Linked DNA regions of Zea mays: region 1 is linked to region 2. The links are chromatin contacts, called in public Hi-C maps. All regions are on one chromosome and are shown on one strand. Each heading gives the region's core, a stretch centred on a gene start, on an enhancer-like site or on the middle of the called end of the contact. The rest is flanking DNA. Distances are from core to core; before and after follow the strand shown. Region 1 holds the start of LOC100280081. Region 2 has its middle 25 kb from the start of LOC103648466.

Evidence for each region. A called contact is a pair of places that touch in the nucleus more often than the background predicts.
Region 1: a Hi-C map of root tip shows a contact between it and region 2, with 4 times the contacts expected there. The contact joins the promoter of LOC100280081 here to the enhancer-like site in region 2. A contact is called at or near these places in 4 of 25 Hi-C or Micro-C datasets (ear, leaf, root tip and 1 more).

Annotation. Positions count from the first base shown.
Region 1 is chr2:21,635,661-21,640,657 of Zm-B73-REFERENCE-NAM-5.0, forward strand. It overlaps LOC100280081, which reads left to right and starts at 1,358. Exons shown (of 7, transcript NM_001153019.2): 1 at 1,358-1,580; 2 at 1,677-1,863. The coding sequence starts at 1,509. LOC111590821 (a long non-coding RNA gene) reads right to left here and starts at 1,468. Exons shown (of 2, transcript XR_002749933.2): 1 at 1,335-1,468.
Region 2 is chr2:21,558,002-21,563,613 of Zm-B73-REFERENCE-NAM-5.0, forward strand. No RefSeq gene overlaps it. Among protein-coding and RNA genes, the nearest start is that of LOC103648466, 25 kb to the left of the region's middle. Within about 2 kb of position 4,205, at least 6 of the 20 cell types and tissues checked have an H3K27ac peak or open chromatin away from gene starts, as enhancers often do. A contact at or near this core is called in root tip, where this site is marked.

The DNA of each region.
Region 1 (4,997 bases), core at 108-2,607, 75 kb after region 2:
CAAGGTAGCAACATTTTCAAGACCAGGATTGACAACGTTGATGCAGGTAATGTGAAAATATAGAGTAATGTACCAAAGTAGATCGTAAGTACCTTTATTAGTTCCTAATTCATATCTACTTAGTGTTGGGTTGACTGGTTTTTGTTTCCTGATTCTGTGTATCAATTGCTCCAGTTATTGATGATGTCTGGAACCATATATCCCTAATACTTTAATGACACTCAGCCTCTAGATACCACTAACCTTATATCATTTGGATTGATTGTCAGCTTCTGCACACTTACATTGTGGTATATGTTCAGCCTGCAGATATCTATCTGATTGATGAACCAAGTGCTTATCTTGATTTGGAGCAGCGTATTGTGGCCTCAAAGGTTATCAAGAGATTTGGTATATGCCCATTCAGCAGTCAGTCACGCACAAAGCCAGAATCTCTGGAGCATTTAAATCAATGCATAAGAACTTTCACCAAACACGTTGATTTAAATGCTCAAGTGTTCCTTGACTTGTGAATTTTGATGTTGACCTTAAAAACTTAATGTCAAAATTTGGATATTAGTCAACTGAAATGCTTTGGTGCCAATGCCTCTCTTCTAAATATGTGTGTTTTTTGCATAATATTTATGTATTAATCATCTCATTGTTTTCTACTGCATCTGCAGGACCAAGCCTGTCTTTATATAAAAGTTCTTATGCAGATTTCTTTGGATCTTCGTGTGCAAATTATCCTTTTTTACTATTTTATATTACTTTTACTTGTACAACCGAAACTTTTTCGGTACCAAAACTGCATTGTTGATTAGGTGGCTGCTACAACACTCATTGACCTTTGTCAACCAATTGGACCAGAAAACACTTCTATATATGTTTTGCCACAACTAAAGGAGCTTTTTGCTGAACTAGCATTTTCTCATGATTCATCTGGTCTTAACCATTCTAAAAAAGATTTAAAAGTTCCGATGAAAATAAAAACAAGCCAATTAAAGTGGAACCCAGATTCAAGTTCTGAATTTATGGAGAACAATGTAAATTTTATGCACACGTTTATTTGGACAATCTTGGAACCGCAAAAGATTAACATCATTTTATTTTTTTGCTGTTATTGATTTCATCATTGAAATAGAAATCGTGTCAGTGTTGCAGTCGTGACATAAGTGGCGGCGATGAAACTTTTAACAGACAAAAAACATTTAGCAGTCACATGTGGCTATAAAAAATGGACTTTGAACAAAATTATTTTAGATTATTTTAAAAGTATCCGTCCTTAGGCTTGGCAGGGCGCCGCGAAGCGCGCAACTTTTTCTAGTGAGATAAAAGATTGAAGATAGAGATACCTGAAGTATACAACAGCCAGCCCAATAATGACATATGGGACACGTCACTATCGAAGAGCTTGTAGTTGTAGGAGCAGATCGCGGTAAGCTTACCACCTAGGCACCGGCGGACCCGCCAGTCCGCCCCTGCATCCAGTGATCCAGTCAATCGCGGACGCCCGCTTGGCCGCTTCCATGGGTTCCATGAGGCGGAGTTCCGTGCGGCTTCTCATAGGGTTCCTGCTAATTCGGCTCAATTGGTGCTCGGTAAGCGTCAGATTTGATTTGGTCTCTGGAGTTTGTATTAGTTTGTTACATCATTGATGATGGATTTGGATTGTTGGGTTTTTTGGGTGTAATCAGGCGGTGGGCGACAAGGGCGCGGAGAAAGTAGGCGTGGCTTTCCCGGTGGTGGTGAGCACCTGGCCGTTCCGTGAGGCGGTCAGAGCGGCGTGGAAGGTGGTTTCGACCGGTGAAGGATGGGGTTCGGCCGTCGATGCTGTCGTCGCTGGCTGCTCCGCCTGCGAGGACCTCCGCTGCGATGGTACAGGTCAGTACCTGCTGGCCTGTTCCCTTGCACGTGTCGTCCTTCATATGTCAAGAGCAAGGCCGAACTTGGGTGGCAATTGCCATGCTGCCCTCTGAAGCACATTGTTGATGCAGCAGCATTATCACATTGATTGGAAACATGATGCAACATCAGGGACTACAATAGAAATGGGTTGTTAAGTTTTATGGTTTGGATCTGGATTACCTGTTGACTGTTGTATGCCAATATTGTTGCTTTCATCTGTAGTCCTGCACCAGTAAAGTACAGTGTCAGTATCAATTGCAAATGTTGTTCAATGCCTTGTGCCAGACGTGCCACGTTAGAGGCTTAGAGCTCTTTTTCCCCAGTGTGCCATCATAAGAGCTGATCAATATTCAAAATTTGTATAGGTGTATAACAGATTGGATTTGGATTTCTCTACAGATTACGTGTGCTTCTGGTATGCTGCTGTTCTCTGCCACGCACCGATCGGAGGTTGTACGTGTGGAGGATCGGTGGGCGCGGTTTGAAGGCTGAACGGCGGCGAGGAGCCAGCGATCGTGAGAGAAGGAAAACAAGGTGGCGGCTAGGGTTGGACTCCCGGCTCTCTACAGGAAGCCGGAAACAATGTGTTTCTGCTTGATCTATAGAGTGGTGCTTACAATTATTTATACTCCCTTCTAGTCCTTATCTAATGAGATAGATCTCCTCTTTTCTCTCTAACAAATCTTATCTTCTAATCCCTATCTTCTCTCTAACAAATCTTATCTTCTAATCCCTATCTTCTCTCTAACAAATCTTATCTTCTAATCCTTATCTGCATGCTTATCTTCTAATCCTTATTTGCATGCTTATGCTGTTGCCCGGCGCCTATAGTGGCGGCCGGTCATAACATCTCTCCCTGCCTGCGCAAACAGCTCGTCCTCGAGCTGCACATCCGGGTAGAGAGTCTTGAAGTCGTCCAGGGGCTCCCAGGTGGCGTCGTCCTCCGGAAGGCCTTGCCACTTGACGAGGATGTGCCACGCGCCGCGACGGAGCTGTGCGCGCAGGACCTGCGCAGGGGCTGGCAGCAGTCGCCCGTCCTGAACCGGTGGCAGCACGGCTGGTGTTGATGGTGGCGAGCCGGCAGAGTTGTACGACTTTAACAACCCCACATGGAAGACGTCATGCAGGCACGCGTCCGCGGGGAGTCGGAGACGATAAGCCACCTGCCCGATGCGCTCGACGATCTGGAACGGCCCCGCGTAGCGTGGGCGCAGCTTGCCCTTGGACGGCGAGACGAGCGCATGGGTGGGTCGGTGGAGAAGTCGGAGCAGCACCCATGCGCCCTTGTCGAACTCCACCTCGCGATGGTGCTCATCGTAGTGGCGCTTGGCGTACTGCTGGGCCTGAAGAAGACGCTCGCGAACCTCCTCCAGGAACGCGTCGCGGTCCCGCAGCATGGCGTCCACCGCTTCTGTCTGGGCCGCCCCGGCGTGGTGTGGCATGAGGGGTGGTGGGGGTCGGCCGTACACAACCTCGAATGGCGACGCTCGGAGTGCCGTGTGGTACGAGGTATTGTAGCAGTACTCCGCCCAGGAGAGCCAGTCGACCCACGAGCGAGGCCGATCACCTGTCGCACAGCGCAAATACATCGCAATGACCTTGTTGACGACCTCGGACTGGCCGTCCATCTGGGGATGAAAGGTCGTACCGAGCCGCTGCTTGACACCTGCACATTTAAAGAGATCGCGCCAGAGATTGCTGGTGAAGACTGGGTCGCGATCGCTGACGATGGAGCTGGGGAAACCGTGTAGGTGCACGATCCCGTCGAAGAAGGCACGGGCGACGGAGGCGGCGGTGTAGGGGTGGCTGAGCGCGATGAAGTGGGTGTACTTCGAGAAGCGGTCCACCACCGTCAGGACGACGGACTTGCCGTGCACTTTCGGCAGCCCCTCGATGAAGTCCATGGAGATATCTGCCCACACCTGTGACGGAACGTCCAAGGGCTGAAGTAGGCCGGCCGGCTGTGTGGTCGGTGTCTTGTTCCGCTGGCACACGTCACAGGAGCGGACGAAGTCGAGCACCAGCTGGCGGTCGCCGGGGATGTAGAAGTCCGCGCGGAGGCGCACAAGGGTTTTCTGGACCCCCTCGTGTCCTGCCGAGTGAGCCAGGGTCACCACCTGGTGGCGCAAGTCGTCGGTGGCAGGCACGTAGATGCGCTTGCCGTGGAGGAGGAAGCCGTCGTCGGCTGCCCACGGCGCGCCCAGAGATGCAGCCTGCAGCTGCTGCAGCAGGTCGCGCGTGACCGGGTCGGCCGCGGTGGCACGACGAATGTCGGCGTAGAGGTCGAAGGAGGGCCCAGAGAGGGCACAGAGCGCCGCAGTCTCCTCGTCGCGGCGAGACAGCGCGTCGGCCGCCGAGTTGAGCCGCCCGGGGCGGTACTCGACGGTGAAGTCGAACCCGAACAGCTTGCTGAGCCACTGGTGTTGAGGCACGGTGGACAGCTGTTGGTCCAGGAGGAACTTCAGGCTGTAGTGGTCGGTGCGGACGAGGAACCGGCGCCCCCACAAGTACGGGCGCCAGTGCCGGACGGCTTGCACCAGCCCGATGAGCTCGCGCTCGTAGGCCGCCAGCTTGACATGGCGAGCGGCGAAGGGTCGACTGAAGAAGGCCAGGGGTCCGCCCCCCTGGTGTAGAACGACGCCAAAGCCGGTGCCGGACGCGTCGCAGTCGACCACGAACTGGCGCGCGAAGTCGGGCATCTATGGAACCGGCGCCGACGAGAGCGCCCGCTTCAGGGCAACGAAAGCCTCGTCCGCCTCCGCCGTCTAGACGAATGCCTCCTTCCGCAGGAGACGTGTGAGTGGCGCCGCGATGGAGCCGAAGTCGCGGATGAACTTCCTGTAGTAGCCGGCGAGGCCCAGGAAGCCACGCACCCCGTGTGTAGAGCATGGTAGCGGCCACGAGGCGACCGCGGCCACTTTGTCGCTGTCCATGGCGACGCCGTCGGCGGAGATGACGTGGCCGAGGTAGGCGACGGAGGGGGTCCCGAAGGAGCACTTCGATCTCTTCAGAAAGAGGCCGTGGGCTCGTAGGGCGGTGAAGTCGAGGCCGACATGCTGCAGGTGCTCAGATCACGACGTGCTGTAGATCAGAATGTCATCAAAGAAAAC
Region 2 (5,612 bases), core at 2,955-5,454:
TACTTTGCCTAACGACACATTATCTGCTGTGGAGATTTTTGAGCATATTAGAGTTGTGGATTGCTATCCTAATGCCTCTATTGCTTATAGAATATTATTTACTGTGTTTGTTACTGTTGCATCTGCTGAAAGAAGCTTCTCAAAATTGAAGTTACTGAATAATTATTTAAGATCAGCAATGAGTCAAGAAATGTTGAATGGTTTGACGCCTTTATGATCGAGAAGAAGCTATTGAATGATATCGATATCAATAGTATAATCGATGATTTTGTATCAAAAATGTTAGAAGAAATTTTATAAGATGAGAAGTGACAAGTAAATTTTTATTATTTCAGCCAATGTTATTTTATAAACAATAATGTGTAATATTCTATATTACAGTAACTTATATACAATTTCTTTACTGATATGTATTTAGTAGATGTGTAGATGATATATACATATATCTAGTTATATGGGGCCTCTATATAAATTTTTGCTTAGGGCCCCCGAAATGTCAGGACCGGCCCTGATTACACAGTTTATTGGTTCGGCCATTTTATCAAACCAAGGAACACGGGACAGCGAGGATTCACCGGTGTTTGACGACATCTTGCCGGGGCTGCACAGATCGGATCGGCGCAGGTGACCCGAAGGTGTTGAGGCTGATGCTGCAGCACATGCATAGACCGCGACGTCCGACGGCATGAGGGCTGTGGATGTGAGCTGCAGAGAACGACGGTGGTCGTCGGGACGAGCTCGCAGCAGAGGTCGACGGCGCTGCTGCGACTAACGGTGAGGAGGCGCTGCCGGCGTCGAGGCAGAGGCGCTGGTCGGACTTGGGGCAGCGGCGCCTGGAGAGGTGCTCGTGCGCCACAGGAGGAGGGCGCTGGAGCCACGCCGAGTGCCAAGGAGCTGAGCGTCCGACGAGGTCAGCACTGGAGGAGCTCGACGCGGGAGAGCACGTCCGAGGGCCACCATGGCCGGGCCCGAGGAGGCGAGGTCCAGAGGCGGCTGGATCTGGTGCGAGCTGGAGGAGGAAGATGACCTTGAGGGCCGGCTGGTGGATGCTGCAGATAGAGAGGAGCAGAGGAGGAGCGGTCATGGGAGCAAGGAGCCGAGCAGAGGGGTTGCTCGCGCGCATGGGGAGGGAGGAGAGATGAGGGGAGCGGCTGGTGGAGATGGGAGAGCTCGGCTCCATGCAGATGTGGAGCTCGCCATTTGGAGCAGTGGCAGGGGGCGTCCGTGACTGCTGTGCTGTGGAGACCGACGGCCATGGAAGGCAGAGAGCAGAGGGCATGCACGCCAAGGAGGAAGAGGGCTGACGTGGGTAATGGCTAGGAGAGGAGGTCGGCTGCTGGCTGAGCGGCGGTCAGGGGGTGGTAATGGAAACTTTCCCAAGTTCGTTAGCTTATATAGTGGCAGCTAGAGTTTAGGATTTTTGTGGGTTAAAGTCAGCTTGTCCCAAATCAATTAGGGTTTGTTCGGTTATTCTCAATACACATGAATTGGATGAGATTAGAAAAAATTAAAAAGAAGTTTAACTTGTTTGAGATTCAAACTCATCCAATCTCACTCAGTCCACATGAATTGAGAGCTAACCGAACAAGCCATTAAATGGGTTGCGCTAATTATTCCATTTTATTTTATGTTGTTCGAAAAGCACGGATTATCGAAATTAGATATTTCCAACTGCTAACTATCCGAACACCGATTATTACCCTCGTACGTAATTCAGTTTGATAACGCGCACAATCTAGATTATGAACTTCAAGCGCGTTTTAAATATGACATTATATTTTTGTTTTCAGATCAAAGTTCCAATTTAGATAGTGATTAAATCGGCTTCAGTTAGTTCGGGCTCGATTAGATTTATCCGCTCACTTTATTTTACTCTAACTTATGTCGTCGAGTTCTACTGGATTTGTTTGTAACAAAATCACGAGACTAGTTGATTATTCGAATTTGTATATTCACTTTACGATCGAACAGAACTTGGACTCATTATTTAGTGTGACGAAATAATTTCCGAACTTTACAAGATTCTTGATATCATCGAAATAGACAGAAATGAATGTGACTTAGGGTTTATTATACTCACCAATTTAATTGCTTGAGTTCGAAATTGTTATTTAGCACGTGACGAACACCTGGTGTGTTACATAAGCAGTGACATTGAAGGGTAAATACCTTCAAGTTTTATATTTATGTTGCTTTTTAAGGATTTTTAGAACAACAAAAGAGTTACTCAAAAAATTATACGGCTGTTCTCAAAACTCGATAGAGTTTGAATACCCCCGACCAACTCTCGTTTAAAGTTTTACTCTAGAGCCATAATAAACACACTCACAACTTCTATTCAGAGTTTCACACGAGATCTTCATCTACTAGTCCAAATCTGTTAGTAATTATTGGCAAAAGAATAAATTACACTTTTTCTATAATACGGTAATATAAAAGACTGAAATATATTGTTATAGATCACAATAAATACATTATATATTTTCCTGTAGAGAGACAGGAAAAGGCATGGCACGCTGTCCAGTCGCTCTGACCGTCGGGTGAATCGAGTGGAAATGGTCAGGCGACAGATATCGTGGAAAAGAATGGTCAAGCAAGGCCAAGGCCAAGGGCTACGGCACTCATCGTTAAGAAAGGGCAACCTCAAATATCCAGAGCTAGCTCGTCGCAGGCGGTGACAGTGGCCGAGGCGGCTGATCAAGGGAGTCGAACATGTCCGGCGGCAGGTCGTCGAAGAAGTAGTCGGGCCCCGCGTCAGGAAGCTCGGCCTTGGCGCCACCGTGCAGGTACTCCGTGCCGAAGAACGGGAGCATCATTGGAGCGGGTTGCGTCACCGGGAGCAGCTCCTGGTAGGCGAGATGATCCATAGTGCCGACGTTGTCGAACCCAGGAGCCATGTTCCAGCCAGCCGGTAGCCCTGGGAAGCCAAGCTCAGTGCACGGAGGCTGGTCGAACGGCAGCAGTGGTGGCAGTGCGGCAGCGTTTGATGACGAGCAGGCGTGTATGTCGGAGGCCAGCGGCAGTGCTCCGTCGGAACTGGCAAGCCCGGAGCCTGCCCAATCATACGGGGCTAGTGCAGCACTGATACTGTGCGCGTCCATGAATGGTGTTGCTGCGCCTGCGCTGCATGGGTGGACACCGGTGGAGCTGCCCTCCAATGGAACTTGATCCAGGCAGGGAACCTGACGACGCATCAGGGATCCATGTTAAATTTTTTTTGTCATCCCAGGGGACACCAAATTCAAGCTGCAAGTTATCCCTTCTCTGGAAATGGTTAGCGAACAACGAAGGAGAAGACTTGTAAAACAAGTAGCCAAGAAAGCGGAGCGGGCAATGTGTGTTGCAACCTGCGACGGCTTTACCACGGTGGCGGGTCGCGACTTCAGAGAGGAGGCAACAGGCGCCTTGGCGCTCCTGCTCCTGCTGGACTGGCGGCGGCGGATAGGCGTTCCCAGCAGCCTGGCGAGCCGCTTCTGGCGGGTGCTCCAGAAGTTCTTGACGTCGTTGTCCGTCCTGCCCGGCAAGTAGGTAGCGATCCTCGCCCACTTGTTCCCGAACTGCGCCTGCAGCTCCAGCACCACCCGCTCCTCCTCTGCAGAGAACTTGCAGCCGCTGTTGCAAGGCGATCACCATGGTGAATTTGTAATGAACCGTGCACACAATGCAGAACACAACAAACCAAGCGTCGGGACCAGTGCAGCAGCCTAAACCCAAGCGAAAAACGAAATTCTAATCTAACAACTAGAGTCGCATCAGTTACAACAATGCGAATGCAGTTAAGGATCCACAGTGCACTGAGAAGTGAACCAGAAGGGAGGGTTGGCGCGCACGTCTTGAGGTCTGGCCTGAGCTTGTTCACCCAGCGGAGGCGGCAGGACTTGCCGGTGCGCGGCAGCAATCCTTTGGATCGAATGAAGCTCCAGTCCCGGGGGCCGTGCACGCGCACGTGCTCCAGCAGCACACCGTCCTCCTCCGCTGTCCAGTGCCCCTTCCGCACCGCCTCGCACCCGCCCGCCGCGTCCCTCCTGCCGCTGCCTCCGCCCCGCCGGCGGGCGCCGCCAGGTGGTCGAGCCATTGTCTCGACGCTGTGCGATCTCGCAGGACAAGTGTTCCGGGAGAGCGATGCGTCGTCGTGCTCCTTATGCGGCCCGGGCAGGGGCGAGCGAGTGCCGCACGTGGCGCTGTGGGGAGTACGTCCGGTGGGGATCCGACGGACGGCTTTGATTTCCAGGGGGCGCTGCCAGAGATGGAGCGGGCGCACGAACGCGGACGGTAACCGCTAGTCCTCCCAACCCCCACGACCTTCGATTTCCGCGGGCCAAGATACTCCATGTCTATGCTCCGACAAGTGGTGCGGGAAAACATTTTTTAACCTTGCAAAAAAAAAACTAGGCGTTCTATTGCCGTCCGATCAAGAACTTACGAATTGCTACCCTTACAAGTTCCAACCGCCTATGTATCCGGTAAAAGTCGATTTCGTCTTGTTTGCATTTTTCACCGGAAAATAAATCAAACAAAGGATGCAAAGTAACTTCGGAGTACGTGCTATGTGGAAACAAGGTGAAAATACTATTGGGGAATTAAAATAAACTTTTGATACGTACAATACAGGTACATCAGTGATTTTATTACTCCTCTCCGTTCTCATGACGACACATGCTTATTCAGTCTCCAACAATCTTCATATGTGTATATAACCGTGTAAAATACCACTTTGCACTGTAAAATACATTATTTACAAAGTGTGATATAAAAATAAGAGATAATAGTGAGTAAGTTGTTGAGATAACTTAAGAGAGGCTTTGATAAGATTTTCCCCTCCAAGAGCTCTCTAAGAGCATCTCCAAAAGCTCCTCAGAAGTCTCCCCTAAATCTATTTTTTCGGGAAAAACACAAAAACATGTCTCCAACAGTTCCCCTAAAGCGCTCCCAACTTTTTCATAGCCCTTAAAACTTCCTCATTTGTAGCTACAAATGAGGGGTTTTTTGGGCTCCCCAGAAACAAACTGTCGCTTTAAGGGATCTGTTGGAGAAAGGATTAAAATCTACCCCAACTTATTATTTAGATGTCCCTTAAAACTGATTTTGAGGAGTCGTTTTATGGAGAGCTCTTGGAGATGCTCTAAGATCTCCCATACGAGGGGAGAGAGGAAACTCCTCTTATGTAGGTGAGCATTATTCTCTTCCAATATTTTTTTTTGACTACATCAATTTCTTTATGATATTAATCTTGTTTAAGTTTCACCTGATAATAATAATATGTAGTACGTTAGTATAAATTTTGTATAGGGGATTTATATAGAGAGTGGTTAGAGATGTCCTATATATAGGAGAGCATATTTTAAGGTAATATAGTAAAATACTCCCTCTGTTCGTTTATATACACAAGATAAAAGTGTCTTCTTTATATGACGCCAGTTCACAAATTTTCACTGGTCTTCCATCTCTGCCCCTCTCCTCTCAACTCCAGTGCTTTGCTTCTGACTCACTCGCATGCGTCACCGTGGGTCCGAGGCTGAGCAATATTGTTAAATCAATGTTTCCTTAATTCTTACAAACTTGTCGGAAACGTCATATAAAAACAAATCGGAGAGAGTATAATAGAAAGTATA